Regions from separate parts of the Danio rerio genome. Here region 2 is linked to region 1. Evidence: chromatin contacts called from public HiChIP or PLAC-seq data. All regions are on one chromosome and are shown on one strand. The core of a region is the stretch at or near the end of the contact, and the rest is flanking DNA. Distances in the headings are between cores, read along the strand shown. Region 1 holds the start of dldh (dihydrolipoamide dehydrogenase). Region 2 holds the start of ppm1g (protein phosphatase, Mg2+/Mn2+ dependent, 1G).

What was found. HiChIP or PLAC-seq counts read pairs in DNA pulled down with a chosen protein or histone mark.
Region 2: an H3K4me3 HiChIP or PLAC-seq map of gastrula embryo shows a contact between it and region 1, with 2.4 times the contacts expected there. The contact joins the promoter of ppm1g here to the promoter of dldh in region 1. A contact is called at or near these places in 2 of 4 datasets of contacts at active chromatin or transcription factors (embryo and gastrula embryo).

The regions. Positions count from the first base shown.
Region 1 is chr13:6,109,180-6,112,669 of GRCz12tu, forward strand. dldh (dihydrolipoamide dehydrogenase) reads right to left here and starts at 2,127. Exons shown (of 11, transcript NM_130955.3): 1 at 1,621-2,127; 2 at 1,218-1,514; 3 at 751-811; 4 at 412-669. The coding sequence starts at 1,668. The region is part of intron 1 of LOC141377107 (a long non-coding RNA gene); the gene reads left to right.
Region 2 is chr13:6,217,291-6,220,783 of GRCz12tu, forward strand. It overlaps ppm1g (protein phosphatase, Mg2+/Mn2+ dependent, 1G), which reads left to right and starts at 1,868. Exons shown (of 12, transcript NM_201488.1): 1 at 1,868-2,020; 2 at 2,194-2,422; 3 at 2,984-3,053. The coding sequence starts at 2,312.

The sequences.
Region 1 (3,490 bases), core at 877-3,376:
GCCCCTTTTTTCCTCTAACTGTGGGTCAGAAGTCCCCTTTTTCACTCTGTTCATCCAACCCCCTCCCCATAACGTCCCAGAGTCGCGCAGATAAGGGTGGACAGCTGGTGTACATGGTGCCAGTGCAGGACAGCTGCTCTATTGTCTACCTTCACTCTGCAGCTGCCCCCTTCCAACAATACCTCACCGCTCTGAGCCAATCAGCGCCGAGCGCACTGCCAAGTAACCAATCAGGCGTTACATTTAATCTATGGCACGCGTGCCATTATTTGGCCAACGTCCCTCATTTGAATCACACAAACGCCTGTTGCAACCATAGCGACGAAGTTTGTTGTTGTTTTTCTCGCGAAATGCCAAAACAAGCTCACTTTTACACACAAAATACAGGGGATGTATATAATTCACACTTACGTTCTGTGCAGTACTGTCCTTTCCATCCGGAGTTGCAGATAATTTCTCCGCGCTCTCCGCAGGTGAAGTGGCCGAAAGTATCATCGCGCGGACGGCAGAAGACCGAGCAGCCCTCGCCGTAGTAATGCTCATCACAAACGAATCTGTATGAGTACTTCAGCTCTGTCCTCCCACCAACCTGTAGATCTTGGGACCATTCCTCGCCTACTGTTAGATGCCTCTGGGTGGTCATGCGACTGATCAGACGGTCTGGGTTTTCTGTGAACAGTTTGACGTTAGAGTTGCATCACTGCATCATAAGAATAAGCTGGTCTGAATTGCACTCCCATTTAACGTTACCTGTAGACAGGTCATCAGTGGAGTCGGTGTGCAGTGCTTCAATAATCAGCGAAAATGTTCCCTGGAACACAAACAAACACACACAAGATGTTTTTGAAAACCGAATCGATAGATTTAAAACTGCATTCCTCCACACTCCCATGCTGTTTTACATATAACGGAAGATGTGAATGGCTTGAGGTGTGATCGCACTGGGGATTCAAGCTTCATTTCTCCCATTTCACACTTACTTCTTGCAGTAAAATGAAAGGTTTCGGAATTTCACACTGAGCCGACAATTATGTTCCAACCCAGGGGATGTGACTTTTCCCACCCCAGTAACACCGCTAAAGCGACTAAATACCCACATCCTGACTCCTTATGAGTCATTATTGTAGCTTTTATATGCTTAAACCCTCGTCTAAATGTATACAATTATCTACATACAATATAATGTCTAAAATAATTAAATAAATAACGGTACTCACTGGCCATGTGAACCCAAACGCGAAAGGAATGGGGTTGGTGAACGAGCTGTCAGGGAAGCTTTCGGGAACTTGGAAGGAGTTTGATCCGAGCACCGGGGTAACTGCGCCACCGTAGGTGCACGGAGGATCTGGAGATACGTTGGCTTGGTAATGTTTCAGGCAAATCCTAAAAAAAGTTTTGCATTCACACTGAAGACCCTCTGCCGCGGATCCCTTGCAGCAGTTTGCGTTGCCTGTCACTCCTTTCTTGTTCAGAAACTCCTGCAACTTTAGCTCAAAAACCCCTGAACAAAACCCCTGAGGAAATAAAACGCACACACTTAATTCACGAAAAGTTACCATCATAAGGCAGACATCTGAAGTGAGATCATTGCAAAGGAAATCAGATGCTGGCTTTAATTACCTGGCTTATCATGACACAAAGCAAAACAGCTATCATTAGTCGTCCCATGGCGGAGAGGATCTGAACTGTTGTGAAACTTCCACGGGCCAGGCAATTGTGTGAGACCGTGTCTCAATAAATCATTGAGACTCGTCGTTCTCCGCTCAGTGGGAGGCAGCTCGGGTTGATGCTCTGTTGTGTTCAGTTTATCTGCTCATGCAAGCCCATCAAAGTCCCCCCTTGGAAAATAAATCAGCAATTAAATCCCAAATACGAATGTAGAAGGAGGAAACCCCGATGCGCAAAAGGGAGACGATTGGGAAATCCCTCACAAGTCGAGTACTCCAAGTTGTCAAAAAAGTTAGCAGTCCACTTTCGGGTAGTTTAGGAAGCCGGAAAAATTACAAAGCCCCAAGCACAGGGTTATTTATGCGCTTATTTTCCGTTTCAAAAGTTCATGTGGAGATGATCCAAACTACTGATCCAAACTTTCATCCCGTACTCTTGTTTCCATGTGAGAGACTGACTGGATTGTGCGTGTTTAATGTCCAAGTCCTCCTGCAGCCGGTTATATACAGGCAGCGCCTGCTAGGGTAATGAGATGCAAATGAGCTACTCCCCAATCTGGCTCTGCTTGTCACAAAGGGACACTTTTCAATCTACACCACCCCCAACCCCCCAAGAAAAAAAAAAATCGGCAAATGGTCACTGAGCTGTAAAATGTGCAACTCCTTGCCACTGGGAGAGAGTGGGAGAGAGAGAGAGAGAGAGAAAAAGAAAAAAAAAATCTAATTTACATACAGGAAAATAAGCAACCTTGAGAATCCTGTACATCCCACTCTGACATAAAACCACAAATTACATCACACATTGCAGGAATGTCGCATTCCTGATAACGGGACAACAGTGAAGCAGGGATTGAGGAGATTCAAAGCTGTTCAATGCAGTTTGATTAAGTAAAAGTTTTTTTTCTTTTAGCATAGGTTTGATAAAATATTGTTGCTTAAGTTTGTCATTCCAAACTATTTATAAATCAGCTTTAAACTAATAAAAAGGCTAGTAGCCTACAGTAAAATGTGATATTAATTACACAATAGGATGCACATCATGTAATAACAAATAATATTTCATAGTAATAGCATAGTTATTGTTGATTAATCAAACATTTACACATAAACCAGAGTTTGTTTTTAAAATAATACGAACAACTAAACAATTTTTGAAAAACTTTTCAATGCAATACATTTTAGATTCTTTTAGTGATCGGAATTTTGTTGAACAGAGAAACTTTTGCTAAAAGGAAAATTCGAAATCAGGAAGAATAAAATGTTGTATAATAATAAACAAATACCATTAAAGAACCAAAACATTGCTAGACCTTCACATAGTTCGGGTAAACTAAACACGTAGCCTAATTCTGAATTATTTATTTAAACAACAATGCATTTCAGTGAGTTTTGACGACTATAAGTTTGAAGTTTTCATCTCTAAACTGGATAGTAAACATCGAGCTGGTGTGTGTCGTTCGCGTGGCTGTCATTAAGGCACTTTGTTATTGTGTGCGGGGAGAATAAGTTTTTTTTTCTCTCTGTGCTCTCAGCTGTATGGTAATTCACACAGCACCTGCTCCCCTCACAATGTCGCGGGGAGAAAGAGCTCCCCTCTCCACACGTCATCCCTCACAAAAGTACCTAGCAGCTTCTGTTGTTTTGGTGTTTTATCAATTATTTCGCGTTTGATTCGACGAGGAAGTTTTCTTTTAATCGTTCATATTGTCAAATGAGTCGAGCTCTGGTCTCGTGAGCGTTTGTTTGTGTGCGCGCGCGAGGGTGGTCTTCATTAGCGCGTTAATTAAAGCGCTCGGTCCAGAGGAATGCGACAATATCGTTGA
Region 2 (3,493 bases), core at 618-3,117, 110 kb after region 1:
AGGGGGCTAATTATTAAAAGCAGCTACTTGGTTATCTCAAAGCAGGGGTCTTTTTCTAAAAATGTGGACTTTTTTAGCAGTTATTCACCTAATTTACAATGTATGAGATTTAAATACTGTATTTTAGTGACATTTTAAACATTATTTTAACCAAATATATTTTCTAAAGATTTAGAATAAAGGAAAATTAATAAATACTTATTGTTAAAATACAAATGTATTAGGAATCTGTTGAAGTTTTAAATTAAAAACTGTAGCCTATTGTAGCTTTAGCTTACAAACTGGCCAGAACATTCAACTGTCCTCTGTCCGAATTTGGCTATTTAAATAATAAAAAATAAAACATAACCATAATAAAAGAGCTTCACAATTTTTCTAGCCTCTCTTGTAAAAAAGTACATTTGATTTGATTGAAAATTCATAAATAACAAAAATAGTCAAATTTTTTTTTTATTTAATTTTAATATAGCATTTTGCTTGGTCTTAAAGCCTTTTTCAGAGTATTAATTTGACTATTTACGATGACATAGCAGTCAACATAAGGCAAATGAGCTCATGTATGGGACCAATTCTGGATCTTTGTCATTGAGGGGTGAGTTTTTTCAACCACCCGAACTCCTCTGGCTATGGGCCTGCAAAGTTACTTTGAATAAGGTTCAAATTGGGATAATTTTGACACTTACCACCACTTTTTTCAGGTTGGAGCTGGAATTTATGTATTTGCTGCTGTGATGTCAGTTCAATGTAGCGTGTTGTCAGACTATTGTTGTTTACACCTTGGAGTGAAAACAGACTGAACTTGAGGACGGGTGACCTGGTCCGATAAAAACACTACACAGACAGCATGATCGTCCTTCTCGGAACCGCAAATGGCCATGGCATGACCGTATAACTCGCACGTCTCCTTCGTCAACACACAGGCGTGCGCCGGGCGGCCGCGCACGCTAACAGTATAGCAACCTCTCGCGATACAACCTCTCCAATGCGGCGCCACGCGATATTTGCAAACAAAACATATGGATCTTTTTTATTATCATTTGACAGTAATGGAGGAACGCCGCGAAATGTAGCGAAGAGTACTGATTTTTCTCTAATAATTTACTTGAATAAAAGTACACATATTTAAATTTACTCAAAAAGTACACGTTACCCAATAATTTTACTCAAGTAAATGTAACGAAGTAAATGTAACTCGTTACTACCCACCTCTGAAACTAATTATCATGTAAAGCAACACACCCCTAAAACAACGACCTGTGTACATCCCCCCCCTCCCTAACTCACACTTTTTAACACATTATAATAAAAAATCTAAACTGTGTTTTAAAATGAACCTAAACTTGCAGAAGAACCATATAATAATAATAAATCTTAAAAAAGGGGTAAACTAGGTGCCCTTATTTTCAATACAGCAATACCTGACTATAAAAAGATGACAATTTTGAAGAAAAACTAAACCAGAAAAAATGTTTATGTCGAAGGTAGGTTTAAAGCCACTTCAGCTTAAGGGTACCCTTCATAACATCAAAATCAGTTGCATTCAATCCTCCCTCCTTGATTGGTTTCACTACATCTGATTTTCTTAGATAATGATGCTTATTCTTCCATAGAAAAGTATATTGCATTCGATTCAGATTTTTAATGCACCTATCAGATGTACTTACAGAAAAAGATGGGTAAATCATTCTGGAAAGTGTTGTACCTTTTGTAAAACAATTATACCAAAAATAGATAGATTCCTTTGAACCCACAAATTTATTATATTTTGACTTTTTTTATATTAGTCTCTGCAATCTATTGTTAACTATTATTTAAACCAAAAAAAAAAAAAGAAATTCTAAAAACCACGTGCATGCGCGAACTCACAATAGACTTCCGCTTCCGGTGTGCCTAAAGTCCGCTCTCTGCGAAATGGGTTTGTTGCTGGACTGTTGATTATGTTGACTCACACGTGTTAGGGGCTTTTTTGCTTTTAAAAAGAGGCTCTGACTGCATCAACGTTTATCCCCATTCGCGTTTAATGTGAGCTCGCTCAGTTTCAGGCAGGCCTGCCCGGACTCTCCATCATACCTGAGTGATTGTTCATTTAGAAACTCCAGCAGCATCAGCAGTGTTAGCAGCAGCCCATCAGCTAGCAGCAGTAGCAGGGTAAAACACCGGTTTACTCTCATCCAAGCTTCACTTCGCTCTGAAATGTGACCAGAATCTAGTTTTTACAGACGTATTACCTTCTTTGAAGTCAGTGGATTGGATTAAGTGGATTTATTTAATTTTACGCGTTTTCTTTTCACTAAATCTCACTGCACACATCATGGGGGCTTACTTGTCTCAACCCAACACGGAGAAGAGCACTGGCAACGGCGGGAGCAAGAACTTGAACTATGGGTTCTCGGCCATGCAGGGATGGCGAGTGTCTATGGAGGTAAAACAACCACTTTAATAATATTAAATAGGTTTTGTTACTTTAATTTGCTGATAGATGGATTGCTAATGCTATTAACGAGCAAATGTACGTGAATTATATGTTATTAAAACTATTGAGGTAAAGTTGTTCATATATTCAGACTTTCTCCGTAATAATATGAATTCAGAAAAGTATTCTTTGCCAATTTTAAATGTGAAGATCATACTAGCAGCCTGTGACTATCAAAGTACATTGTTCACTCAGTTAAATGATGCTAACGTTGCATTGGAGTCATACTTGTATGCTACTTCAGACCGAATATTCAAAGTAACGTTACCATGGTAAACAATATAAGGAGCATGTCACCGTTCACAAATGAACGAATGTGTGAATATAAAACCAACTTTAACTCCATTTCAAAGCAGTGTATATTTGCTTTTCAAAGTTAAGTAATGCTAGTCAGTATTTTTTTGTCTAGTGGGAGGAGTGACGTGCGCGGATTTTGGCGCCAGTGAGGTCAGAGGGTGACTCCCGCCTCAAGCTCTCGGTTTTTCTTCATAACCTGTTTTTGTTTCCTAGGACGCGCACAATTGCATCCCGGAGCTGGACGATGAAACCGCTATGTTCGCTGTCTATGATGGCCATGGAGGTAAGATAATAGTATAAGGATTTAAAGATGAGGAAGAGAGACTCGTTTCTGTCAGTTGTCCGGCCTCCGATGTTTCCAAAGCAGTCTGTTCATTAATGGGATAGTTCACACTAAAATGATTCTTCACTCACTATTTACTCTTCCTCAAATGGTTCCAAATCTTTGACTTCCGTTAAAGGCCACCTATGATGGAAATCAACTTTTGTGAGCTGTTTGGACAGAACTGTGTGTAGGTATAGTGCATACCTGTCAACATTGGGATGTGAAAATAAGGGATATGCCCACCATAATAAGGGATTCCCCTGACCCCCTTTAGAAAAAATTCCCCAAATTACTTAATATGCTCATTTGCAGCTGTTTCGTTGTAAATAAACAGTTCAGTGGTCAGTAGTATGTTTTATTATTATTTACAAAAGAAAACATAAATAGTATACATTAGC